2 separate regions of the Gasterosteus aculeatus genome follow, and region 2 is linked to region 1. A link is a contact called in public Hi-C data. All regions are on one chromosome and are shown on one strand. The core of a region is the stretch at or near the end of the contact, and the rest is flanking DNA. Distances in the headings are between cores, read along the strand shown.

What was found. A called contact is a pair of places that touch in the nucleus more often than the background predicts.
Region 2: a contact with region 1 is called in a Hi-C map of skeletal muscle, with 4 times the contacts expected there. The contact joins the promoter of mafa here to the promoter of LOC120830797 in region 1. A contact is called at or near these places in 3 of 6 Hi-C or Micro-C datasets (skeletal muscle and whole body).

The regions. Positions count from the first base shown.
Region 1 is chr12:13,818,037-13,825,614 of fGasAcu3.hap1.1, forward strand. LOC120830797 (chromodomain Y-like protein 2) reads right to left here and starts at 4,042. Exons shown (of 7, transcript XM_040195713.2): 1 at 3,431-4,042. The coding sequence starts at 3,454.
Region 2 is chr12:14,033,723-14,041,300 of fGasAcu3.hap1.1, forward strand. It overlaps mafa (MAF bZIP transcription factor a), which reads right to left and starts at 3,958. Exons shown (of 3, transcript XM_040161385.2): 1 at 2,532-3,958. The coding sequence starts at 3,499.

The sequences.
Region 1 (7,578 bases), core at 2,792-5,291:
GTGTAAACTGAACAAATACATTTTTGACAATTCCTTGTCATTTGACCCCCATAATAAACAGCTGTTCAGATCTCGTTGATTCAACTTAAGAGATATTAGTAACTAAGATCTGTATTACCTGAACAAGAGATGATTCCACGTGCTTTTATCTCATCTGGCGTTGATTTTTGTCACACGCTTTTCTCCTCACTCAGTAAGTCTCCAATTTACCAGTTGATGGGTTGTAAAATGTGAAAACCATGGGTTCAAAATGCCACGCAAGTGGCTTTGGATAAAAGCGTCAGCTAAATGACATGTAATGCAACGTTTGCAGGTGATCCAGAATGCTGCAGTCAGCTTTCTCCATGACAAATAGTTGGTCTCACATCACCCCCACACTCAGATCTCCTCACCAGCTCCCTGCAGCGTTTAGGATCCATTTTAAAATTCTCACTCGGTCAGACTCCTGCATTTGTGCCTGAAATACTTGGCCCTTATTTACCAGCTCGCTCTCTCGGGACAAACTTGTTACATTTTCGGTCCGTCCCACGCACTCGCCTTTTAAGACCCGTGGTGACCGAGCTTTTGAGGGAGTTGCACCAAAGCTGTGGAATGCTCTGCCTGCCCCCCCGAATGTTTGCTGATGATGTGACTGGTTGAAAATGAGCTCCAGATACACGTGTTTGGACTGGAGTAGAATTCATGCTCCAAACCTGCTTTTAATCTGCATTTTTTTAAATACTATTGTGGCTTTTGAAACCGATTTCATGTTTTAAAAACCGTTCTAGTAAATGATTGGCCTTTGTATGGTCACATGGTGTAATTTATGTTTTCTTCTTTGAATAATTGCTCCTGTTAATCACTTTGTGACTTATGTCTGTGAAAAGTACATTTAAATTAGTAACTTTACGTACACCAAACCCAAACCGATCAATGACAGTTCCTGTTAGAGGTAAAACGAGGCAGAAATTGAGACCAAAAGCCACTTCGACTGTCCCTTCCACCCTAAAACGTGCCTTTCCTTAAAAAACCTGGCATCGATTTATTTATGTGCTCTGTTATTGTGGTTCTTACTTTTACTGTTTTTACATGTAAATCTTATACTTATTATATTTAAATCATTGCTCTGAATCTTGCTCGTTTAAAGGCTGTTTGTTGTAAATATTGAGATTATAGCGAGATCAAAGTGATCTTTAATCATACAGTGGGGACTGTTAACACATCTGAAAAATGAACATAACAGCACAGAATTGATTAAGATTAAATAAAAGCAAATAAGACATTTACGCAGAGGCATCCTATATTCAGTAGATTATAATTATGGTACAAAGTACTTATTATTGTATCTCAAGGCTTATTGTTCCATGCAGTTTCTGTGGTACATTTAAAAGCTTCTTTTACTAATTTTGTTCCGGTTTTGGGAACAACAAAACACAAACAGTCCTGATAGTTTGGAAGAATAGGGGGAACCTCAAATTAGGCTACATTTATTAAAAAAGTAACTAGGCTTTCTACCAATCCTTTTGTGTGCATCCATGTTTAAGTATTGAATGCACTTTATAAACAAAAGCATCTCTGAACAGCAGCTGATCCCAGCAGCTGTTGTCTTCGTAACTACATTGTGGAATCAACAATGACATTGTTGTGTTTATTCACTGTGCTTCAGCTGCAACCAATGCATTTTACAAAGTCAGCACTAAAACGTACCTTCAGCCGCAACTACTTTCACACATCAGCCTACATATCGGTTTATTGTCATGATGCCACAAGTTACTACTCCTTCTTTTCAATTAAGACTGAGATCAATCGCGTATTTTTCCAGTGAGGCACGAAAAAGATCCAAATTTAGGGACGCTCAGAACTGGAGTGCTTACAGGCTGCATACTGAAATAGGAGAAAATAGATCCGGAGAATTACTTAGATTTATGCAACATGGTTTCAGCCCCTTTCCCTCAGTCCTGGAGATGAATGCTTACTCATCCCAAAGCAAATCAGCCCATGCTCCACCTCATAAAACATCTTCTTTCTAAATTCCTCTTTTCAATCTCCTGTGGCTCCATCAAATGAACCACTTCTACATAAAATCATTAGCTAGGTTATCGTTGTTGGCACTCCATACGCATAGACTTGAAAATAATTACTTATAAAACCCAATAAGACACACTGTTTTCTATATATACATTTTTTCTTTTGATTAAAAGCCAACTCAGGTCAGCTGATCCATCTTGATCATCCAAAACAGAGCGATCGCTGGTGGGGCTGTTTATATGTCAGTGGGGAAACAATTCAAAGACTCAACAGACTGTGGATGTGCGATCCCCGCCAACACATTGTTGACAACAAAAACAAAGGCTGCATAGAAAATGAGTCAGTGATTAGTAAGGTATTGCTACACATCGAGCCATTTTATTCTAAAGAATAAACAGCCAATTCAAACTAGTATTACTCATTTAAATGCAAAAGTACTTTGTTCATTGACCCAGCTCCACGGCACAGATCTCAGAGGCTGACGTTAGCGTAACGTTCAGCTGCTGGTAATAACTCAGTGATGCGACTTGTGCAAAGCATTAAACAAGCAGGCCAGTTACTTTGTATGAATAAATGAATATTCAGCCAAATCCAAAGAAGCCCAAGTAAAAAGCTCAAAACATCCAGTTGAGTTGCTTTTTGTAACCTACTGTGAAAGAAAACATAACTGTCAATCGCTTTCTTTAGTCCATCCTCTGGACACTATCATGTCTCAAATGTGTCACGTAACTTCCTTTGAAACATGGAAAACTTGGTTTTGTCCAATCACACATTTGTTTGACCTTCACCGTGGACATCGACCCACCATCACCCGTCATCTGTCGCCCCCATGACATCATGACACCATGACACCATGACACCATGTCATCATGACACCATGACATCACGTCAGCATGACACACAGGCTGTTGACAATCGGATGTACTTTCCTGCCGCCCATTTGGGCAACTTTTACGCCCACCTCCCCTACAACAAAAAACAAAAAAGCTGTCGAGGGTTTCAATTTCCCAGGCATCCAAACGTTAACGGGGGGGGGTCGCGGTGACCGTCTTTTTGGGCACATAATGCGCACCTTGAGAGGCATCACTCCGCCTGGACATCTCCACCACGTCGCTGTCACTTTACCACCACTTTCAACTCGGCGACGGAGCGCGGAGTTCACCCCCCCGCGGGGGGTCGGCACGTTATCTCTTCTCTCGACTTCCAACAATCGCCACAAAGTGCATCGGAAGCGACGCAAAGTGCGAGCACACGTCAGCGACGCTGAAGAGCACGAGAGCGGTTAGTTTCGCCCGTTAAAGGGCTCCAGCGCGCCGCTTTCTCTCTCTCGTTCTTTAACGTACGCGACGCCCTCCGCTTCACTTCCTAATTCCACTATCGGTCTGTACCGCGGAGCCGTTCCGCCGGACGCGGGTTATCCTACCTCGTAAAGGTCTCCTGAAGCCATTCTTTGGGTGCGGACTCCGGCGGCGCGGCGCTCTTGCCTGCCGCGTCGGCTTCCTTCTCGCTCTCTGTGGGTTTTTTTTTTTTTTTGTTGGCCCCAAACACTCTGTCGGTGTTCCGGTGAAAGCCCCGGTAGACGGGAATTAGCGAGCAGCCGTGTTATTCCGAGCAATCCGCAGTTAGCAGATCAACAGACAGCGTCAATCGAGCCCGGCGCTGTGCGACGGATCGCTCCACACTTAGAACAAACAACCGTCGGGGCGGTGCTGTTTACCCGGAGAGAGAGAGAGAGAGAGCGCGAGAGAGAGAGGGGGGAGAGAGGGGGAGGGAGAGAGAGAGACAGCTAAGTGGAGGACACTAAATTAGTCCCCGGCTAAGAATGCATCGGCCGGATGGTCTTGCACGCGCCCTCCGCTGCGATCCAACCACCCCAACGGGGGACGACACGCCGGATGGAGGAGGCTCCCCGCTGAGGCCGCTTCTGTTCGGATCTCGCTACCTGTGCACTTCGCGGTACCACGGATGACCGGGTCGAAGCTTTTATTCAGGAAACACCTGGAGCACTTTGAGCTGGAGCTGTTCGCAGCGAATGGTTACTTACAGGAAGCTGCACAACTATCGTGCGTGTTGACGCTCGTGAGGCGCACGCACGGGCCGATCGACTTCCATCGAACGGAGTGTCCCCCACAGAAATGGCCATTACCGTGGCAATATTTGTCCAACTAAATGGATTGATAATTAAAATAGACCATGTGTTATTTAACGTTCACCCTGTTGCACCGATACAAATGGCCCCATCCAGAAAGGACACGGGGCTTGTCATCCAGTAAACACTGTCAGGGTTGAACTCCACAGCTGAAGATTGGTGTGGTAAAGCATCAAATGATTTAGCATGTTCTCATTAATGATCGGTTCGGCTATTTGTGACTTTAAAGTGATGTGGTGCAACGGAAATGTCCACAAGTTCCTCAGGAGTGAACAAAAAATAAACTGATACTTAATGTAAATCATTATGAGCCAACTGACTCTTACACCGTTTCTAATAAAATTGAATTTTTAAAAGATGAACTGATTGTGTGGAAAGCAAGCAATGTGTATCGCTGTGTCATTGACTTTCTTTCTTTCATTCATTCTTTCTCTTTAAATTTTAAATGTTGACCACACATTCCTCTGCACGATTGAACACGCAATCAAAAAACACTGAAAGAAGAAGAAAAATCACCCTTCTAGAACTTTACGCAGCACTGTGAGGTATTCTGATGTTCAGTTCTGTGTCTGCGTCAGTTAAAACAAATACTGATACTCTGGGACTCAGTGCAGATGATGTGTAGTTTTGTGCAAGTTGCAAGTTTTTAGACTACATCGACATTACCAACATGAAGTGACTGGTCTTGGCTGAGCTGAGAAATAAACTGCCTACTCCATCTGAATGTCACGATGGAGCTCAGAGTGTATTATCAAGAGCTCCCGCCTGCTTTCCCGACGATTTCTCATCATTACCTGGTATTCCATAATATCCTCAGTACACCTGAGTCTATGTATCTTACAAGTAGCTGAGAACACTATTTGGCTTTGAGGTAAAGGTTGGGCGTTTAGTTGAAATGGTACATCAGATCAAATATATGTGCGTCTCTGTGGATGAACACTGTGCATTCAGGACATCTGTTACGCCAACCTTCTGCAACCAAAAGCTCTTGTAGACTTTCCCTTGTGTTCTAACCGGCCGAGAAGAGAAATGTTATTAAAACATAGGACTTTCCTCAATGCGGTGGCAAAATGGCATTTTGTCCTGTTTGAGTTCTGACTGTAGATCTGTGGGAAGAATGAGGAAATGGCAAAACAGGAAGTGTTGTCTGGATAGTTAGCTGTTGGTCAGGTGACAGATGGTTAAAGACTTTATCCCTCCGGGGTAAATTCGTTATTTATAATAAAATAGCAGTTGGATTGAAGTTTTCCACATAATGCTGCATTTTGTCATACATGTTTTTATAGGTGACAAATGTATCTGCTCTTGGCAGTATTCCACCTTTTTCAAATGATGCAGGTACCCGACTGTACATCATTAATCCCTTCTTATGCTATATTGACAAATTCACTATTTCTGATTGATTCAGTTGCTGTTTTCTGTTGTAACAGGTGGGATTGGGACTTGTCCGTTCATCTTGAATAACAAGTCCCAATCCCACAAATATCAAACCAGGCCATATTTTAGTTTTCCGGCTTAGAAATCATCAATTAATGATGATTAATAAACTTTATGTTTTTAGCCATTGTGTAATGCCGTTTCATGCTCATTTTACAAGCATGGGTTCAGTTCTTGTGTGAAAAAAAAGAAGCAGTGTGTATTTCTGAAAATAACATCTTCATGAATAAATGATCATGTGAAATGCAATTCATTATTTACAATGTCTTTACATTTTATTGTATGTTGAGTTTTCTGGAGATTCTAACAAATGAAGTCAAATGTTACGTTACACTTTATGCAAATCAAACAAGAGAACGCTTGTTTGATAATTATTGTTTTCAGGTGAGTTAAAGTTACACAACATTAAGTTATCGTAATTAAAAGGTACCCTGTATTTAACAAGACTTTCATCATTATTATCACTAAACAGGTTTTACAGCTAGTTTTAATGTTATGAAGTTTTTCACGCACCAATCACCTTGTGTAAAATACTTTGCAATAAATTATTTCAAATCCGGAAACATCCTGCTAATTTAGCTCACTTTTTTATTCATGGCATCTTAAAAATGAATGAGAATAACTCCGTCCAGTTGGACTACCAACACTCCTTCAAGTAGTGCACACTTGCAGCTCTGAGCAGCTGGCTGTCCCTGTACTGCTTCACACTGCTGCGGCTGCTTGTTCTCCTCTTCAAAATGTCTTGCCACCTGAGCTGGCAGGAGGACATCTGGACTCCTGTGGTTTACCTCCCACGTTGCTAACCGTCCTCTCCACGTGGTGCAACAATACTGTGTGTTTCTTGTGCACACTTAAAACTCTTTCCTGGGTGTGTCCGCTCAGATGTTTGAATGTAATGTTGATTCTGTCATCGCCAACCTAGAATCATGTCGGGCCAACGGCAGTGAGAACATTACACAGCACATCTCCACCTAGAAACATAAACCGAACCAGTTGATTCCCTTGAATGCCAACTAGCATTTAGCTTTTGCGCCTCAGTATCTACAACAACTGCTGTATAGTTTTCTTCAAGAATATATCTGACAATGTGGTTGGACTATGCTGGTTTAGGTTCATACTCAAGAGTGATAGCTTAAACATATTACACATCTTTCTACACCAACGTTGAAGTGAAGCCAATTAGACCTTGCCAGCCACACCTTAAAAATAGTGGGGCACCGAGGTACATTTATCAAAAGCCCATATAGATTCTGTAAAGTCTTATAGGTATGTGCCACTGCACTTTAGCTGTAAACTAAAGAATGTAGCTGTACATTCATGAAACACGGTTCATGGTTGAAAAAACATCCACAGTTTTGAATAAGTTCCAATCTTGCAAGGCCAATTCTAAGAGTTGACAGTTGTGAACTAATCTACGTCACGAAATAAAAGAATGTTCACACCCTCTAATTAGACATCCCTCCCTCCCTCTCCTTCCATAACCTTTGTGTAGAATTACAATCACAGCACAACAAATTGATTTAGGAATCGAGCACATTACAAAACATCAATTAAGTTGAGCTGTAGGTCTTTGGACTGTGGAACCCGTACTGCCCCTGGGAGAACATGCAGAGGGCCCTTCAATCTCGGGAAAAACCCCCAACCCTTCACGCCGGGAGGCGATGGTGCTGGTTCCTGTATTTCACGTATGTTAGTTTTGCTAATCTGACATCACGGCGCAGTTAAAAAACAGTAAGGAGTCAGTACCTCTGCCCGTCTGAAGGGGGCGTGCGTGAGCACGCGGGCTCGTTCTGCTGTTGTTTTTCTTCACGTATTACAGACTCATAGCATAGTTAGCATGTGCTAGCTAAAACAGTCAAGTAGCGAACGTCAAGTGCAGTCCTTGAAAACTGAAAACATACAGTCTGAATCGGGCCAAAGACGACTTTCACCCCGAGCAATAATGTCTATTGAGACAAAAATAATGAAGAAACTAAAAGAAGATA
Region 2 (7,578 bases), core at 2,708-5,207, 220 kb after region 1:
ACACACAGACACACACACACAAGCACACACACAGAGAGGGAGAGAGACACTCACACACACACACACACTCACAGACACACACACACACTAATCGCTGGTCCCATCCAACAATACAATTAACATGACGTTATTATATAAAACTGTATTGTGGTTCAACGGATGAGTATGTCACTTGTAGAGCAAATTATTTTATATAATACATTATTCCATCCTATTATGATTTGGGTGCAAATATTTTTGGAATGAGAATTAAGTTTGTTAAGAATTGTATTTGTTGCCTGAATGACAATAAATAATATTTCATGTTAGTTTTTAACATCATTGTGTAAAGGATTCTTAATTAGTTGGATGTTTCTTTTAATCAAAAAGTAAACCTGTGTCAGACAAAAGTGTGTTACCACAATCGTTGTGTGAACATCTATGTTTGGAGTTTCATCAACTCCGTAAAACCGGAGCGAACTGCACTCCATCCTAAAATCCCTTATTAAAAAAATGAGGTTTCTGATTTGTTCAGGGAGATGCTTTTTTAAAATACTGTTGTAAAAAACACAAGGATGCCAACAGATGCACGTGTCAATATAAAGTGCAATAATTCCCATCTTGGTTTGATTCTAGTTGCATTATGTTCCAATCACAAAAAAAAAAAAATTGAAGACAGGTGAAAAAAAAAGTGAGAAACGTATTGATGACAATTACATACATTTATTGCATATCATTTAATTGTATGAAATAAAAAGAACGAGCACATATGAACATCACATATGGTTAGTGAGTGAAATAATTTTGCACAGCAAAATCTCTATATATACTATATATAATATGAAGTATTAATTAACATATTTTCAAGATTTATTGGCGAATGGTACTCTCTCATTTTTTACATGCAGGGTGTCAATCCCTGACGAGCTAAACAATGTCCAGACATTATTCATTATAATAATTGTTATTGCTTTGCAAATATTGAGTTCGTTTAGCACAAAACAACAGTCTCTCCTCAACTGTTAATAAAGCATCAAAATGGTACGATCAAGTCGTAAAAGAATGTGTGACGTGGAGAGCAATAACTTTTTCCTTAACTTACACATGTTTTTAGTGCTTCTCAGTCCAAAATATAGCAGGACGCTTAGGACACGCATTTTCCAGAAAGCATGGTAATTTACTTTGTCTTCTCCAATAAACCCTTTTCGAAATGTGTGACCAGCTTTCACACTTGTGTTTGAAGCACATGCTGCAAAGGCGTTGTTTGTGAACTGCTCAATTGCACCAATTGGAGCCTTGCCAGTTGATCTAAAACTATTTGCCAACACTTGCGTGCAACAATCTCATCAATAATTATCATATTGAGCTGCACGATTCAACCTGTAGCACTTTCCATTTTGCAACGTTGCAACTTTGTACTTAAATTAAGCGTGAAAAAAATGGTTTAAATGTTGTCAAATACAGAGAGGAATACCTTTTTAAATAACAATATAGACAATAGGCATCAGACTAAATTTCCAGGAAAGGGGATCGGTGATTTCCTTTCGTGAAGTCTTTTTTTTTTTTTTTTTTTTTCCTCTCGCACCAGGATCCCCGCTGACCGACTTCCTGATGGTGCGCTCGGGGATCCACTGCAGCCTAATGCCAGCCGGTGGTGCTGCACTTCAACACAGCTGAAATGCTCCTGAATGAGGGGGGGAGTGGGGAGGAGTGGGGGGGGGGGAGTCTTGTCACTTTTTTGTTTCTGTTCCAAAAAAGTGAGTGGGTCATAAAATGAAAGTTATGAATGCCATGCTGGAGGTCATCCGACGAGAAGAACATCTTCAAGCGGAGAAAGAAAGAAAAAAGTAAAAAAAAAAAAAAGAAAAGAACCATACATGTCCAGCATGCAGGGAAGTTCGATGAGACATATGTTTAAAAACACTGAACAGTTTGTAATGAGAAGAGTCTCTTTGTGCTCAAAACAAAGGCAAGCATGAGATGAGGTGGCGTCAAACAGCAGGCTCGCAATCCTCCAAGTTTGGCAGACAAAAATACAAAAAAAGGTTTAAAAAAAAAGTAAAAACATAAACGAATCGTTGATGGATGCAGTTTGACATGAAGCTGTACAGCGAATCTGCACACTGGAGTATACTCAGTGCTCGCATGCCCACTTCGTATACTGCAGCATCAAGTTGGATCAACTGTCAAAAATCAGATTTCACTTGAACACTGCAAATCTAATGAACGATGATGGAAGAAAAAATAGACAAACAGGCTATGCGTGATATACCGAACAAAACGTAGATGAAAGTTGTCCTACTATGCCTCCAAAATTAAACCACGGAGGACGAAGCCCTACAAATCGTAAAACAGTCGCAGACGATTAAAAAGGTATCAAATAAAAAAAAAAAGTAAAAAGTTGACAAATTAGTTCTCGGTCTAGTAGTTTTTTTTTCGCCAAATGAACAAAAAAAAGTTTCATGAAAACTTTAGTAAGTGGGAGATGAGTAACCTCGGATTTTCTCATCTGATTTTTTATTATTTTTTTTCACGATTATGTCGAGACTCACATGAAAAACTCCGGGGATGAAGGGTTGTTGTCACTGCTCGATCCATTTTCTCTGAAGCCGTTGCTGATGAGCTTCTCATACTTTTCTTTGTACGCGTCCCTTTCCCGCACCAGCCTGGAGATCTCCTGCTTTAGGTGATCGACCTGCTGGATGAGATGCGTCTTCTCCCCCTCCAGGACGTGCCGCTGCTGGACCCGCTTGTACCGGCACGACTGCGCGTAGCCTCTGTTCTTTAGGGTCCTCCTCTTCTGTTTCAATCGGATCACCTCTTCCTTGCTGACCCCCCGCAGCTGCCGGTTCAGCTCCCGCACCGACATCGAGACCAGCTGGTCGTCTGAGAACCGGTCGTCCAGGCGCATGTGCGGGTGGACCGTCCCAGAGGTGCCGTTGGACTGGACGCCGGCCGCCTGGTGGTGGCTGTTGCCGTGGTGGTGGTGGTGGTGGTGGTGGTGCTGCCCTCCGTTCTGAGCGGCCGCCGCGGCGATGACCGCCGACACCACCGCCGCGGCGGAGCCCATCTCCTCCCCGGCCATGGCGCCTCCTGCCCCGGCGGCGCCGGCAAACTGCGGGCCCCTGGCGTAGCCATCGAACGACTGGAGTTGGTGGCTGCTGTTGATCAGCGCCTCGACCGCGTCTTCGGGGCTGAAGCCCAGCGCCTCTGGATTCAACTGCTGCTGGTAACCGGACATCCAGTAGAAATCCTCTATGTGCGTCTTCTGCTCGCTCCCCGAGCCCGGACTGGGCGCCGAGAAGCTTGGGGACGGGGGCACCGAGCTGCACGGCGTGCTCATCGGGGTGGAAGACAAGGATCCCCCGGCGATGAGGCGACTGCACTGGCTGATGTTGCGATCGGGCTCCACCGGCTCCTTTTTCACTTCAAACTTCATCAGATCGAAGTCATTAACATATTCCATGGCCAGGGGACTGGTGGGCAGGTCGGAGTTGCTCATTGCCAGCTCTGATGCCATCCTCTTGCTGCTGACAGTCCTCCAAGTGGGGTGCAGAGAAGCTGTCAAACTGGGTTGGTTGGGAAGTACGTGAGCCAGTTTTGATTTTTAAGCGTTTTGTTTTGAGTCAAAAAAAAAAAGGAGAAGAAGAAAAAATAAAGAGGTTTTTCAGCGTCCTTTTTGCAGCAGCCGCGGACTTGCCGGCGCGTCAAAGTAGTTTTTCTTTGCAGAGTCTACTGCGCGGACACGCCAGTGCCGCGCGCGCGAGTAGCGGGCTCCGTTCTCAGCATTTGGAATTCGGCGGTTTTGTATTTCAAACATTTAACACTTTACGGGTGTTCTTCGTTTAATACATTGCGGGAGAAGAGAGAGAGAGAGAGAGAGAAAAAAAACAGGCGCGAGGGTGCGGAGGAGGAAGGGAGGAGGGGGGAGGGAGCGAATGCAGCCTCGCGGTGCGCGGCGCTCACTGGCAGGGGCGACGTTTTCGAGGGGATCACACGAGCAGATGAGTTTAAGAGCGCCGGAGCCGCCCTGACGTCAGGCTGGGAAGAGGAAATTGACTCGGACGAAGAGCCAATAGGCGCTCGCACTCGCAGCGCTAATTAACATATTAGTGGCCCCACGGAAAGCCAACTTTTCGCAACTGTCAAATGCCATCAGCTGACTGTCAGCTGGGACTCTTAACTCCTCGACCACTGCTTGAGTCGCCTCTTCTTCTTCTTCTTCTTCTTCTTCTTCTTCTTCTTCTTCTTCTTCTTCTTCTTCTTCTTCTGCTTCTTCGCACTTGGTCCGAGTTCGGAGTCGGTTGAGAAGCTGGCGTGCAGTGAAGTCATTAACATGAGAGTATTCGTGCAGGTCGTGGCGAGAAGACGAGAACACACCTATTAATACAGATTGGTGGTTGAATAGATTTATGCACGTGCCCTTTTAAAAAAAAATCCACCGTGTATCATAATTACTCACCTTTCATTGAATAGGGAGACTGCGGCTGTTATCTCTGTAACGTTTATGTCATGCAATAAATGTGCTATCTTTATGGCGGCATGAAGCTTTTCTCTCTCCAAGAAAAATCCCTTCAATGTATTTGCGACATGTCATATTTTAGTTAGTAGTATTTTTTGCAATGTTTGACGATGTTCACCGGTGACTTTCGAGACAATTGGCCCAAAAATATGGAAGGAGTATTGAGGAGATTCTTCGTGCCTCTACGTACAATTATAAAACTCAACACTGCCACCTTTTGGACAAAACAGTGCAAAGGCTTCCGCTTTCAATCACGGCAAGAGTCCACACAATACCCAAACAAAGGAACACAACTGTTATCAAAGGATGAAGAAAATATTTGTTGACAAAAAAAAAACATGAATACATTCAAACGTATCTTTTATTTATTCATTGGATGGAAAACAATATTTAAGAATGTCAAAGGAGTTACGTAAGAAAGTGGAAATAATTGCCATGAACCCAGTGTTTCATCCAAACTCATATGTCCCACTGCCATAAAACACTTTATCTAAGCACTGGCCCAGGCGTTGCAGTGCAGTCATATACACCACTTGTACATTGCACTTTATTTGAGTTCAGAGGTCATCTACTTTTAATTGACTCATGTACAACAGTAACTGGGTATTTCCAAGAAACTGTTTGTGGCGTACAGGTACAGCACAGTGTGTGAATGTGACTTGTGAGGGAGTCCCTGATGTTGAGCAGCCTTTTGGTACTTCATTTCAGCTTGCTTCTTATACTTTAGTCTGGATTCATCAACAAAGATGACTTTAGTTTGAGATCCCTGTATTAGAGGCTAAATGTAATTAACAGATGACATGGCAGCTCACTCATTCAATTTAAATACAATTTTTTTCGGAAACTATACTGCGGCTGGATCTTGTTTGCCAGTTAAAGTGTTGATTTATTTTGTGGCCTCTTTTGAGATGGTGCTGACAAATAACTACTTCTTTCCTGTGACAAAAGCCTATAATCATAGTCTCTCTCTCTCTCTCTCTCTCCCTCTGTCTCTCCAAGTGTGATCTCATCGCTGTGACGACGTGTATTTTTAGATTCCTGGGTGCATAATATTTAATGATAGGACAAATCAGTCACATCCCTGACGCCAAAAGCTTTGGAAGATGATCCTGCCAATCAGACAGATGCTTTTTTAGCCATAAGGATTTCAACAGTTTTCTATGGGGGCCCAGAACTGTAGCTAAGACTTTCATTTTCCTCCGTTATAAATCGATGGCCTTTAATACCACTCTATTTTTCCGGTCTGTATCTCTGTTGTGTGGCTGTGTAATGTCCTAAATGTCGTAGTAAGTTCACAGAAATACTGACAGATATTACATATAATTGTTTTAATGATTCACAACCATTAAATCTTTAATTCAATATTTTTCCGCTCCTTGTATCGATGACAAGAGCAGCCTGCACAGAAATGAAGCCAATCCGACACGACGCTTTCAAAACTGGTCTGCTGTATGTTCCAGTAAAAGGGACAAACGGATGCATCTGCATTGGAGTAAAAAACGACACTGTGCATGCGGCTCAAACAAAACTCAAAAAAGGACCCTATTGTTTCTATTTCCATTCCGTTGCCTCGTCGTTTGTTTTGGGCTTACCTGTTCACGGGACGGCACAGCAGAGGCCCTATTCCCTGGGGTCCAGCCACAGCGGAGCGAGACTAATACACCAACGGAGGGAGAGCTCATTAGTCATGACAGAAGAAAGTGGAGGAGCTAATTTAGCTGCTTTTGTTTCGTTGAAGTTATTGATGATGCAGAGCTGAGAGAGATCCACGTGGAGTGAAATCCGGCCGCTGTGAAGGGGAGCTCATCAAACCAGCACGGACACAGTGATGAGGTGGAAAAGCAACGCAGATGGTTTCAGATTTTAAAAAACATTGATGCCATTTTAAGACTTTTTTAGTAATTAACATCTGTTGAGGTTCTTTTTTAAACATGGAAACCACACAAAACGGAAACGTGTGCTTGTTAAAGCACAAATTCATATCTGACGTTGGCTGAATTCTTAGGAGTTTCCTTTGCACATTGTACATTCATACATTCGATTCTACAAGATGACTTCTGGTTTTATTCTCTGAGTGATGTTTGGTCAGTCAATGACATTCAATCCCCTTCAGCTTCTCGTGAGCTTAATGACACATGCGGTACTGTTGAGGCTTTAAGTCCCCCTGTCAAAACGAGCATGGCTGAGTAATCATGTCTTCCTTTTCACATTTACAAACTTTAATGCACAGCCCTGATAAGTTTGGGAGGGCCTGGTCCGGCCCACTGTGAAATTAGCAAGTGTTTGAGGGCTCGCTGGCTTTATTTCACTCATCATGCAGAGAATTCACACGTCTGCAGACCTTGTTTAAGGGGTTAAAAAGTCATGCATACTGTTGAGATGCACCCATTGTAAGTTGTATGACACAAAACCATCAGCAAAAATGTGTAAAGCAGCAAACAGTGTAAACTAGTTTTATTACAGTGAGCAACTGAGGCGACTGAGTGGAACGAGCAGAGGTCAGTGAGTTGTTTGCTGAATGTCTGTGTGTGTGTGTGTGTGTGTGTGTGTGTGTGTGTGTGTGTTTGTGGTTGTGGTTGTGGTGTTTCGCTTGGTTCCAGTCGGGGCTCGATAAGGCCATCTAATCAGCCTCTTTACATTCCACCACCTTATCAAAGCTTACCTGAGCTTATTGCACTCTCCATGTCTGGATGGGCGAGCTCCTGGAGCATTATAGCAGCTGCAAACACAGACGCAAAACAGGACAAAGAATGGAGTCACACAGCTTTTAATGTGACAAAAACACTTTGATTAAAGCAACACTTTCAACTGGAGGGCGGAGCAGAAGGAAACATCACCCGTGCTTTGAATCTACACTAACGCGAAGAGCTGGTATCGCTCCGGGGCCACGAAATCTCATCAACAGTTTAGTGAGAACAAAAAACCTGGAATATCAATTTTCACCACACCAACAGAATGTGGGCACAGCCATGTCATAATTACCTTAATCCATTCGTCACAAGGAGGGTGAGGCTGCCAAGGGTGCTACAGAGGACAAAGCAGGCAAAACAAGGTCAGGAAGAGATCACATCTGTGAT